Regions from separate parts of the Mus musculus genome. Here all the other regions are linked to region 4. Evidence: chromatin contacts called from public promoter capture Hi-C data. All regions are on one chromosome and are shown on one strand. Each heading gives the region's core, a stretch centred on a gene start, on an enhancer-like site or on the middle of the called end of the contact. The rest is flanking DNA. Distances are from core to core; before and after follow the strand shown.

Region 1 (3,199 bases), core at 613-3,112, 320 kb after region 4:
GGAAAGGATGCATGGTATTAGCTGCAAAAAAAAAAAAAAAAAAAAAAAGCAGCTGGAATAAACAGGTTCTTCTTTAAACAATCGTGACCACAGTCTATGCATTATTTGCTTGTCAAAGACCTTATAATTATGCTATCCTGATTCTTGTTTTGTTTTGTTTTAACTCTTAAGTGGACTTCAGACCGTTTTCTGTTATAAATAAGCAGCAGAAGTAGAAATATGATTAAAAATCCCCAACATGAATTATCGCATGGGACTGATTTAACAAGCTTAATTTTAATTCTCAGTATAGAATTCAGTTTAATCTCACTGTAGGCCATGTGCATTTTGTTACATGCTATGTCCCAAAATTGACATGACACTGTGTCACATATATGTTAGAAAGAGATTGTTGGTGAATTTTCATGTTACTACTGTCTCTGATTTTATGTGTCATAACCAATGAGCATCATTATCTTGAATGTAAAATTAGATAATTACCTTTGGATTTATCCGTTGCCACCAGGCAGCAGTGTCCAACAATTTGATGCTGGGATGATATCCAATCTACAAATGTGTTAGGCTGCATCCATAGCCAGTCTGGGATGGATGTGACCTACAAATAGCTGGTTGGACATGTCTGATTGAGTACCACTGATACTTTTCATTTGAAGTCTCCTTTGGATAATTCAGTAACTATCAGAAGCCTCAGCCTTTAGATGTCACCACCCTGATTCTGCTTCTTTTAGTAGGGCATCTGTGACTTTATTTCTTACGGCAAGGTACTGTTATTTAGCAACAATATGGACAGTGTGGTTTCTTACTGGGGCTGCTGATTCATAAATGCTTCTGTGTGGACACACAGGTGGAATGCTAGCATCTACAGATGGAATTTATGGCCCTAGTGAAAGAACAATACTTACTAATTTAATTTTTGATGTACTATAACCGTTCTAAACACTTGTTAGATGTTAATGCTCGAAGTCAGGATCAGAGTAGATGATTTCAGAAATGATGCAACTTTATCTCTGAGAAGAGAAAAATGGTACTTAACTCTGAGAGTTATTTTAAAGCAGTATTTATTAATGTTTCTACCTGAATGTTATTGGCTTAGGATGGGCAAGAAGATATCCAGATGTTAGTAAGCAAAGAGTACATTCCTATCTGACTTTCCCTTTCACCCAGCAGTTGTCTTCCTTATTCCAACTCTGTCAGTCACTTCTGACCACTCTAAAGGTGCCTCTCTAAAAGGCTTTTTTGTTTGATATCTTCTACATATAGAATCAGCTAAAACCCAAGCCACTTGCTACTCATGTGAGGGGTTTTCATCATAACATAATTGAAAGCAGGAAGACTCACCTTATATCTGGGACATTTTGGAAGGTGGCCCACATAAAATGATTTAGAAGGAAACTTTGGTTTTTGCCTGCTTGCTATCACTCTCACTGGCACATTGCTCTATCTTGTTGCTGTGGTCAGTTCAACATTCAGCCTCCAGCATTTCAGAGTAGACTGAAAGCCAATAGCTCCCCAGCAAACCTCCAATGACTCCAGGGCCAAATGAGAACTGCAGAGACAACCAGCCTCTTAGTTGGACATCTACCAGCTTCTTGGATTTTGCACAGTCAAATGGCCATCGCTGGACCTCTGTTTACTCTATCCTGTTCCTTTAGAGAACAACGACTGGCACGGAGAGGTAAAAGGGACCTATCTGACTTTAGCACACTAAGAGAGGCAGAAATAGTGCTCAGATGCAGGTCTCTGTGGGTGCTAAGCCCATCTTTGCATGCCAGACTGTGCTTTCTGTTTCTGTACTGTGAATCTTGTCACTTACACTTAGTGGCATAGTCCATATGCCAATGAGCTAATGACTTATTTTTTTTCCTCTATGTGTTACACAGCATAAGCATTATACAATCTGAAGTAGATTTCTCTCCCTGTATCATATGTGAGAGCAGATCCACATTTGCATATTCATTTATCTTAATGCCTTCTAAAACGGGTTGTTGAATCATACTTCTTAACAGTAAAGCTGAAAATGTCATATGCACACTGATGGAACTAATTCCACAAGCAATCCAGAGATATTACTTCATAAAATAATCCAGTTACTTTATCTAATTTAAAATGTGATGTTCTGAAGTTTAGGCCTAACCTTAGCACAAAATTTACACTGTAATATATCAATGTATAGAATAAGAAGCTCCAGTAAACAGAAAATTCAAAGAGATACTGAGAGGACTGTGAAAGGAGCCATGACAGAGTGGAGTAGGGAGGAAGAGCAATAGCGGGGTGACTGTTTGCAATAAATTATATTCATGTGTGAAAGTGCCACAGTGAAGCCCTTTATTTTGTGCTTAAAAAGTAGATAGAAAAATATGCGGTCACTAAGGACTAATATCATCTCTGCTGATGCATAAGCGTCAGTTGATTTATTTGAAAATAACCCAAGTCATTATAGCTACCTAGAGTGTGATAGCTTCCTGGTCACTAACAGCTGTATAACAGAGGAAAGGAAGATGGGGCTGGCAAGTGGCTTAGCAAGTAAAGGAACTTGTCCCCAAGTTGGATGGCCTGAGTTTGAGGCCCAGGATCTACACAGTACAAGGAGTGAACTAGCTCCAGCAAATGGTCTTCAACCTCCTGACATGATGCTAACGCAGTGTGTGTGTGTGCATGTGCACATACATACACATGCACACACAAAACATGCTCATATGTACTCACACATGTTCATACACATTCATATGCATACTTATACATATACACTCACACACATGTTCACATATACACATTCTAATGCATACTTACACACACGCTCATGCATATACACATCCACACACATGTGCCAACACACACTCAAACACATGTTCACACACTCATTTACACACATGCTGTCATGTAGTATTCATAATCACACACATGCACACATACACATGATCTCACATACAAGTGTTCAAATACACATATACTGATATACACTCACACACATGGACACATATACCTTCATACACATGTAATCACATACTGCTCACACATAATAATGTACCACACATACTCACCCTCACATACACCCTCATACATACATAGCCACACACATGTTCATGCATATGCTCATGCACTCACACACATGTGCACACAATCATATATACATATCCACCCACAAATACACACTCATATACATTCCCATATGCATATTTATCCATATATACTCCCTCAC
Region 2 (2,978 bases), core at 13-2,512, 300 kb after region 4:
GTACATTGTTTCATATATTTATGAAATTAGAGGATAAACTTGGTGGTCTTTAAGTTTCTTTACAATGCTGATGTACTTTGGCTTTCCTGGGGGAGAAAAAGTAGTCATTTGGATGATTGAATTGTCTGCAAACATTTCTCTTGTGGCATGAAGATAACCTCAAACATAGTCTTCTCTAGGGAAACATCTCTATATAACGGCAGAGACCCCATGACCAGCTCGTCTGCCATGTCCCCAGGCTTCTTTTCTTTGTTGCCATGGCACCATGTGCCTCTCATTGCACAAGCATCAGAGCAGATGGAGATTACCTTGTCAGATGAGTTAAGTCCATCTGAAGTCCATAGAGTTGACCTTCACTGACGCACCAGCCCCTCCCTGCGAGCAGAAGTAAAAACAAATCTCCAAACCTGCAAAGTTTAATGCTCTGGCACTGCAAGATTTTTTTCTGGGTTGCTCTGATGAGGAAGCTTAATTGTAGTTACAGCTTCTCTGCTTGAGATGGGAGTGAATACAAAAAAAGGAAAAAGAAAAAAAGAGAGGACAAGGCTCCTGGACAGCCATTGAAACAAAATAGAAATATGTCTTCTTTGAATTCTCTTTTTAGTTGAAGATGAACAGTGATATTTGTATGTACATAATACAATTAGCAGCAGAGTAGTTTTAGTATCTGTCTAGAGAATCATAGAGACCATGATAAAGTAAAAGGCCTGAATTAAATCTTCTTACTGTAATTTCATGTTTACTGGTGCTGATAAATTGGTTATTCCTGCTACAGGGATGCGTTGTGCTGAGACATGGAGAGCTGTGTTTATCTAGGCAAAGAGAATGCATAGTACAGCGTATACAAATTTTCCCATCTAGTATATTTTCTGATGACATCTTAAAGAATGTTTTTTGGTACCATACATCAAAAGAGGGTGGGATACTTTACAAGTGTAAACCATCCTTGCATAGCAGAGATGTAGTCCATTAATTCTCAGGGCTCGAGGCAAGGCTGACAATTCATAAGTGGTAAATCCAGAGTGTTATGAAGATATTAAATCTCACATCTGGTGAGAAAATGTGTTATTTCACTGGGTTGATTGATGGACATTTTCCCATTGCAGTGCAGTTTGGGAGTATGTGCTGTTAATTGCTAGGGTTTTAGAAAAGCTCTGTAGTTCAATTCCAATTACTTTAGTTTTGAAAAACAGAACAGCTGGATGGTGAAATTGCCTGGAGCTGTCACAGAGGGAGGGCATGAGCCAGAAGCCTGACCTGCACAGTCCTGACTTGGATTATCTGCAGAGCTATTACTTACTGCAATTGGAGGCTCCCAGCACAGGAGGTTTTTTTGCTTTGCACGTTTCTGGATTGGGAGCATGCTTGTTTTCTGACCATCCATATGATCATGACTGACCGGCCAACTGCCTCTTAATATTGCACATTTGCCTCTGTCTTCATAGGGAGAGATGAGAAAGCTGAATCTCATCATCTCATCATGGTCTCCTAGTTGCAAGGCCTCAAAGCCACAGGGTTAAAGACCGCCTCCTGGATTTCTTAAGCTTTCAGAGTGACCTTTTAGTGCTCCTGAATGTGGGGTAATTATATGTTTCCACACATTCTCTTGGTCCACTGAGTAAAGCTAGAAAGACAAACCTTGTTCATCGTTTTGAATTCATCTGGTACGGGAGGCTAAACGGAACCATTCCAAGTAGTATAGCTATTCCATAAGTTTATCTATCCAAGTTCACTGACAGGTTGGACAGCCATAAAACATATGAGTCTTTTTCCTCTTTGCACAGTATCTCCTTTTCATGTAAGTTTTAGATAGGGAGAAAAACTATTCAAATTATACCTATGTTTAATTCACTACTTCCTATTCAGGAACCATTTTTCTTTTGGAACTTAAGTATTTCATGATGCATGACTAAATAGTTTTTTGTTTTGTTTTGTTTTGTTGTTTTTTTTTTTGAGGCTGAGGATATGACTCAAGAGTTAAAAGTATTTTTGTTTTGCAAGGCAGGAGGAAATTATTTTAAATACCTAGCATCCTTGTTAAAAATCAAGCCTGGTTACTCCTGCTCGTAACCTTAGTATTGGGGGTCACAGACAGGAGACCCTGGGAACTAGTTGGCCATTCAGCCTAGGCAAATGGCTAGCTTTGTGTTTTAGTTCAGTGAAAGATCCAGTGTAAAGGCCATAAGTTGGAGACCAAAGGAAGATATCCAAGATTCTACTCTGGTTTGTACATTTCCATAGATGGTTGTGCACAGATGTATACTCATATACATGCACCACATACACATAGATCACACACACATATAACATACCACACATAAACTAAATTTGTTATTTTATATTATGCTGTAGGGTTGTTTATTAAAATTGAGTTCATCAATATCTAACTTTAATATGTTATTATAACTGTGAGATATTACAATAAATATTGGTTTTAAATAATTTATTTATTTTATCCAGATATGGTACCACATTTCTGTAATTCCAGCGTTAGGAAGGCTGATTTAAGAAGATGACAAGATGGAGGCCATCTTTGATTATCTAAAAAAAAAAATCTGATTTTATTGGGCTATGAGTAAAAGGATCAGTTAGCCTGATGACTGGTGCCCACTGCGTACACCATCATGCAGCCATGATACCTTCCAGAATTCTGATGCAATCTTTGAACCCTGAGCCATGAAGTGAATTTCAGAACATCAGTGCCATGAAATTAAGACTTCCCACTCACTGTGGAGAGGAAAATGGAATCTCTACGTTTAGAACTCCTCAGACTCCACACAACATTCCCTCTGCACATGTTCTCTATAATAATCTCACTGCAAATGTAAAGGTTTTCTGAGTCTTGAGTCTTAGAAAACCATTCATTATAACCACAGTTTTCTGAACTCACAGCGACAACTACTCTTAGAAGTTAGGATGTTTAATAAATGATTGTTCTTGCTACTTAAATGCTAATTTTAAGCTTAAACTCTCCCAAG
Region 3 (2,889 bases), core at 230-2,729, 460 kb after region 4:
AAAGAAAACAATGTTGCCAAGTTCAGTGTGGATATGCATAGAGTCAGCAGCCTACAAATCAAACTTTTTTTGACCTAGTATTTGAAAGGAGGCAAGTCACTGGGACACTAAGAGCTCTAACACATATGGGTTTGTTAGTTTGTCAGTGCAAGTAAATAGAAAGTGTGTAGCTTACACATCAGCAATTCTTTCCAGCATGGCTCAGTGGTTAGGAAAGTCAAAGGTTACAGGGCCCTACCCTTCTGAAGACACCATAGGAAGGTTTGTTCTAGCATCTCCCAAGCCCACAGTGTCACAGTGTGACACAGTATCACATTAGCAGTGAACTTATTTCTAGCTAACATCACACCTGGTAATAGGTGCAACCTCATTACTAGTTATAATAATACGAATTTTATTTCTTAACTAGAAAGGAGCACAGTTTAATCAGACTAAGGCCAACTTCCCTGTCTGAAAGCAGGAGCTAGCTCAGAATTTCTGGAGCTCTGAGGGGAGGCTTCAGAGCCACAGATGATAAGTTAAAGCTAAGGCAGTGTGTTAGGTTCCAAGAATAGCTGAAGGCAGACCCCAGACTCAAACGGTATGCAACAGCAAAGAATGTTTATTCTGCAGAAACAACCAGCATGCGGGGATTAACCATTCATCAAAAGGGCAACCAGGAAAGGAACTTGCAGGCCCCTTTTTATGCAAGTATAGAGGAATTTTCTAGAAGGATTAGGTAACCCCTAACATGATTGGCTAGGAGTACAGCAGTGATGTTAGTACATGCTATGTTCATTCTACCAATTTTTGGTGAGGCCGTGAACAATTCCAGGAACTGACTCAGCTCCTGCTCTGTTATCTCCTTTTGGTCAGATGGCCTAGGAACTGACTGAGCTCCAGGCTCATCCTCTCTTATGTCAGGGCTATCAGTGATTAACGACCCATTGTTAATGGCTTTCCTTGAGTCCAGATTGTTTTCCTAGGAAGCTGGAAATTTTTATCCCCAAGTTTTAGGACCTCTCAAGTGCACCTTCTTCTTTGAAGACTGTCTTCATGAGTACCATTCCCAGGAATGTATGTTCCTCTGTGTTCTGTGACAAGACTTTTCCTGGGGAGATACAACACACATGTCTACTCCCCCAGATAGAAATCTCACAACAGACAAAACTATAGATACCACTGAAGTCCAACTTTGTGAAATAATGAATTGCACTGGGGTTACATATAGGAGGAGAAACGACTCAAAGACAACTGTATCAACAAAGTTCACCCCAGCATGGGTAAGAGCCCCCGAAGTCTTGGAATCTCAAGCTCACTGCACAGCTTGTAGACAGCTCGTTAGGTTGCAGAATGTCCATCCAAGTGATTCAGTTGTCTATCCTTCTTCCAGACAGCTTAGGTGTTCTTAGAGACTTCTTTGTAGCTTAGCATCTCTGAGACACTCAGCTGTCCATTTTGCTTAATGGTGGCAGGAGTCAGGGAGTAGGGAGCATATGGTGGGTGTAGGAGGGTTTGAAGCTATTTTTAGTTGTTTCACTTCTGTTGGAACGAGCATCCCTGCAGGATGGGGTGTTTCAATCATGGGGAAACTGCTACACAAAACCATGGTGAGGAACCTTTTCTAAGGAGCCCATTGCAGGCAGCTGTCAAGTCTAAGGGAAGGAGGTAGTTCAGAAGGAAAGAGAGCAAAGACCCATTTTCATGCACATTGAATTTTACAACTAAGATATATAGAAAGAAGGAAAACTAGTAGCAAGAACAAGGATTAGAATCTTTGGAATCAGAAGAAAATGTAGTTTTATCAACAAACACATAATCGTAGGAAATACCTTTGAAATAACATATTTTTCCAGGACACACACACACTATCTATCTATCTATCTATCTATCTATCTATCTATCTATCTATCTATCATCTATCTATCTATCAATCATCTATCTATCTGTGAGGATAAGAGTCAAATGAGAAGCAAGTACTACTTGTAGTGGTTGGAGAGTTGTAATGTACTAAAATTAATGTTAAAGTGTTCGGAAAGATTCATCAGCAGTTAAAAGTACTTCATGCTCTTGAAGTGGACATGAGTTTATTGCTAAGCACCACTAGCTCTCAGCTCACAATTGCCTGAATCCAGGTCCAAGGTGTTTCGATGCCTTCTTCAGGCCTCCTTAGGTACCCTTAATTACATGACACAGACTCATAAACACACACACACACACACACAATTTAAAAACAAAGTCTTTAAATTAAATTCATACCCTTTATCCTCTTAGAGCAATACCTTAAGATATGAAGAGAATGAAGAGAAGTTTCTAAAAAAAAAAAAACAAAAAAAAACAATACCGAAAAGCCATGTTAACAAGGATGACAGGTGATTTATTACAGTAGAATCTATGGGAACACTGACTCTAAAATTTGTGAAATGATGACTGCAGTAAATTCTGATGATGTGTGAATTTCATATGAGAGGTTCACAAAAATATAACCCTGCATTCCTCCAGGGGCAAAAGTTCTCATTCAGAAATGTTATTTAGGAACTTGTGTGAGTTTCTGTGTGTGTGTGTTTGTGTTCCTGTTTATAAATTTTTGTTTACAGAAACAATGATTTTTTTAGACTAATATATTTATTCGCAGCATGTCCATCTTTCCCATAGCATGCTTAAAGAGACCTTCACTTTGCTAACAAAGGCGACCATGTGGGTATTGGATTATCTTACATGCCCTAGTTATCAAATATTATTAGAATACATTTTGATGTAGGGTTTATGCATGTCCTATATTAGTCCATGTGTGGGGAAGAACCTCTCTGTGAGGAATTAGTTTAAGGAGAATATTAATTGTTGTTTAAGAATTCTTATATACTTCAACTTTAAATAAAATTGCCATGATAAAAAGAGCTTGCCATCTTT
Region 4 (2,957 bases), core at 81-2,580:
TCTCTCTCTCTCTCTCTCTCTCTCTCTCTCTCTCTCCCCCCTTTTCAAAGAAACCTCCACAGCATCCTTCCAGTTCTTCCAGAAAAGCTGAAAGAAAGGAAAGGAACACTGATTTGAAACTAAGGGGTAGATGATTAATTCAACCATGGGGGGCAAGAGAGAACCTAAAACATATTTTGAGAACTATTCTTTTAGGGCTCCTAGGAGTGAGGCAATCAGATAGTACCACTTTAAGTATTTGACAAGGAACAAGTCACTGGAGGGAGAGACACTTTTCCTAAGTTTAGCAATAAAAGCAAAAGTTTGTCTCCCAGAAGATTGCTGCACATTTTGCTGGGCTAAACCGAAAATGATGGCTTCCGAGCCTAGGCTGTCCTTGTTGGAGGGCATGACGCGCCATAGATTTTTATTTTCACGAAACACACTCCCAGAGGCTTGTGGCCTTCCAGACAGCAGCTGGCGCCAGGCAAAGGCATAGCCTCCGGCCTGAGAAGCTACTGGCTATGGCTCTGCTCTGCTCTTGGCTGCGCATCTTTGGCAGCACTGGCCAGCACCACAGCCGAAGCTTCTGGATTCGAGCAGACGCTGTCCCCTTCTGGAAGGGCCTTGGGGGGCTAGCAACTGGAGGTTGCTCTGCGGATTTTAGGCATGGGACCTGGTTTGAAGGAAAGGAGGGTCTAGGTTTGGAGAAGAGCTGGCGCCTCTTAAAACTCTTGGTGCCTAAAATGAGTGAAATGGTGGCCAAATACAGCGGAGGGCGATTATCTCGCTTTTCAATATCCAGGACTTCTGGATGCGCCAGCGATGTGTGCAGCAACTGTCGATTTGGCAGCAAACTGGACTCGGTCAATTGCAGTTCCTTTCTCACTTCAAGCTTACCTCCCTCAGAGCGGTGCTCCGACTGTCTTCACAGCCTCCAGGTGGGAGGGAGCTGAGCGAGAAAGAATCAAAAGTCAGCTTGCTTTTGCTCTCTGCTGGTGGCAGATGCGCAGCTGGTTGGTTTTAAGCAGGTTGGTGTTGGAGGAGGAAAGCATCTTTGCTAGCTTGGGGCGGAGGATGCTCAAAGGGTTTGGAGGAAGAGGTTGGGAGTAGAGTTGTATGGATTATTGGTGGAAGAACATGATGTAGCATGCTAGATGCTTCCCCAGCCACCGCCCGGAGCCCCTTGGAGAAGAGGAGGTGAAGAGGGCGTGGGGGTGGGGGCCGCCTGACAGCCCAAGGAGCGCGTGGTGGCCAAGGGGGCTGTCTCTTTAAGCGCTCCGGAGGGGCTGGGGCCAGAGGGCGGCGAGCGCGTTGCCATGGTACCGGGACTGCGGGGGGGGGGGGGGGGGGGCTGCAGGACCGCTGGTCTCACTGGTCTCCAGTCGCCGCCGGCAGTGCAGGGCTGTGCAGCTCTTGGGCTACAGTGCCCGGGGTTGGTTTGGCCGGCCACTGCTAGCACGGGCGCTGTTGCGGGTGTCGTCTGCTGGGGTCGAGCTGCTGCGGTGCCCTCCGCAGCAAGACGCACGTCGCGGTCCTCGAGAGCGAGCCCGGCACTAGCAACTTCTGCTTGGCGAGCCTAACTTCTGAGCGGGCTTCGGACTTGAGGATCCCAAGCTGCGCACCGCGCGCAGTTGGGGCGGTGGCCCCACCGGCTCACCATCACCGAGATGACCTCCCCACTGTGCTTCTGGTGTTTCTGCGTCTGGGCCGCTGCCAACTGGCCGCCAGGAAGCGCCCTACAGCTCCAGCCCGGCATGTAAGTGGCGCTCGCCAGCTCCGGAACGCGCGGGGACAGCGGCTTCGGTCCGTGCGCCCCCGCCCTATCCGAGCAAAACGGTGGCAGAGGCAGAGACTAGGTCTCTCTGGGAAGCTGTGGAGGGATTGGGGTTCTACCAGGCACTAGACACAAGAACTTGGGGATGTCATTGACCGGTTTGGGGAGGGAACGTAATCACACATACTAGACCTCAGGAGCGCCACCGCCCAGCAGAACTACTGCCAATGGTCCAGTGCTTTCAACCTGATTTTTTTTTTCAAAGAACCTGACAGACATCACTCCCCCTTCTCGCCCCGGAGTTTGAGTGTTTGTATGCGCCTGTATGTGTTTCACTTAATTTCATGTTTGGGGCGTAACTGGCCACATTCTACAAGGCGTTTGCCTGAAATCTTGTCGAATGGGGAAAATCTTGACATTTAGTGTGTGTGTGTGTGTGTGTGTGTGTGTGTGTGTGTGTAGAATCCAGTGTGGTTTTTTGTGAGGTATGATGAAGAATGGATTATTTCACAGGTCTGACGAGAGAGGCAAGGAGCCAGCAAAAGCACGTGTCAGCAGCTTAGGTTAGTTGGAGAGTTAGGAGGAAGGGGTACAAGGAGGATTCCTTCTGCATTAGAAATGGGTATGGCTGGGAAATGTCTAGTTTCTGTCCCCTGTGGCGCGCTGGGAGAAGTTCCTGGAAAGTCTAATAGCCCGGTCTCCTTCACTGGCTGGAGAAGTTTTTGCCAGATCTTGCTTTACACCAGGATCTCCAGCTTTTAACAGTCTGGCGGGGAAGCTCAAATTCTGCTTTTCCTGACATGCTCTTGGGCAGTTATGAGCACACAGCAAAGCCTTTTTGAACATCTTATCCTCTTCTTCACTTTTCTGAAATACAAATATTATGCAATAGAAAAGTGGTTTAGAGAAATAACCTAAAGCTTCGCTTTTTCATGTAAAAAAATAAATACTGTTTGGGGTCCACTTTACATCTCAATATTTTACCCTTTGTGAAATTCAGTTTGCTACCTGGTCACTGCACAAGCCATTAACTATGAACAGGGCCAGAGTGTCATTGAATCTCACAACTTCATGACTACACAGATGCTAGATGTGGATACCTTTGCCATTTAAGGAGTTCTTGGTTTCCCTGGAATTGATAAGATTTGCATTGCTTACCTTGAAGAGGTGAGTTTAGACTCTTCAGTTTATCTCAGAAGCA

The links. Promoter capture Hi-C pulls out the DNA fragments that hold promoters and counts their contacts.
Region 1: a contact with region 4 is called in a promoter capture Hi-C map of hippocampal neurons, with 4 times the contacts expected there. The contact joins the enhancer-like site here to the promoter of Egfem1 in region 4. A contact is called at or near these places in 2 of 39 promoter capture datasets (embryonic stem cells and hippocampal neurons) and 1 of 115 datasets of contacts at active chromatin or transcription factors (forebrain).
Region 2: a promoter capture Hi-C map of second pharyngeal arch cranial neural crest shows a contact between it and region 4, with 2.0 times the contacts expected there. The contact joins the enhancer-like site here to the promoter of Egfem1 in region 4. A contact is called at or near these places in 8 of 39 promoter capture datasets (embryonic stem cells, hippocampal neurons, liver and 2 more) and 1 of 115 datasets of contacts at active chromatin or transcription factors (forebrain).
Region 3: a contact with region 4 is called in a promoter capture Hi-C map of hippocampal neurons, with 6 times the contacts expected there. The contact joins the enhancer-like site here to the promoter of Egfem1 in region 4. A contact is called at or near these places in 5 of 39 promoter capture datasets (the 3T3-L1 cell line, frontonasal cranial neural crest, hippocampal neurons and 2 more) and 2 of 115 datasets of contacts at active chromatin or transcription factors (embryonic forebrain and neural tube).

The regions. Positions count from the first base shown.
Region 1 is chr3:29,397,414-29,400,612 of GRCm38.p6, forward strand. All of the region lies in intron 5 of Egfem1 (EGF-like and EMI domain containing 1), which reads left to right. Among named protein-coding and RNA genes, the nearest start is that of Mir551b, 18 kb to the right of the region's middle. Within about 2 kb of position 1,863, at least 14 of the 459 cell types and tissues checked have an H3K27ac peak or open chromatin away from gene starts, as enhancers often do. A contact at or near this core is called in forebrain and hippocampal neurons, where this site is marked.
Region 2 is chr3:29,380,184-29,383,161 of GRCm38.p6, forward strand. All of the region lies in intron 5 of Egfem1 (EGF-like and EMI domain containing 1), which reads left to right. Among named protein-coding and RNA genes, the nearest start is that of Mir551b, 35 kb to the right of the region's middle. Within about 2 kb of position 1,263, at least 3 of the 459 cell types and tissues checked have an H3K27ac peak or open chromatin away from gene starts, as enhancers often do. A contact at or near this core is called in second pharyngeal arch cranial neural crest, where this site is marked.
Region 3 is chr3:29,538,567-29,541,455 of GRCm38.p6, forward strand. The region is part of intron 5 of Egfem1 (EGF-like and EMI domain containing 1); the gene reads left to right. Among named protein-coding and RNA genes, the nearest start is that of Mir21b, 97 kb to the right of the region's middle. Within about 2 kb of position 1,480, at least 19 of the 459 cell types and tissues checked have an H3K27ac peak or open chromatin away from gene starts, as enhancers often do. A contact at or near this core is called in hippocampal neurons, neural tube and second pharyngeal arch cranial neural crest, where this site is marked.
Region 4 is chr3:29,081,201-29,084,157 of GRCm38.p6, forward strand. Egfem1 (EGF-like and EMI domain containing 1) reads left to right here and starts at 1,331. Exons shown (of 15, transcript NM_029412.2): 1 at 1,331-1,738. The coding sequence starts at 1,650.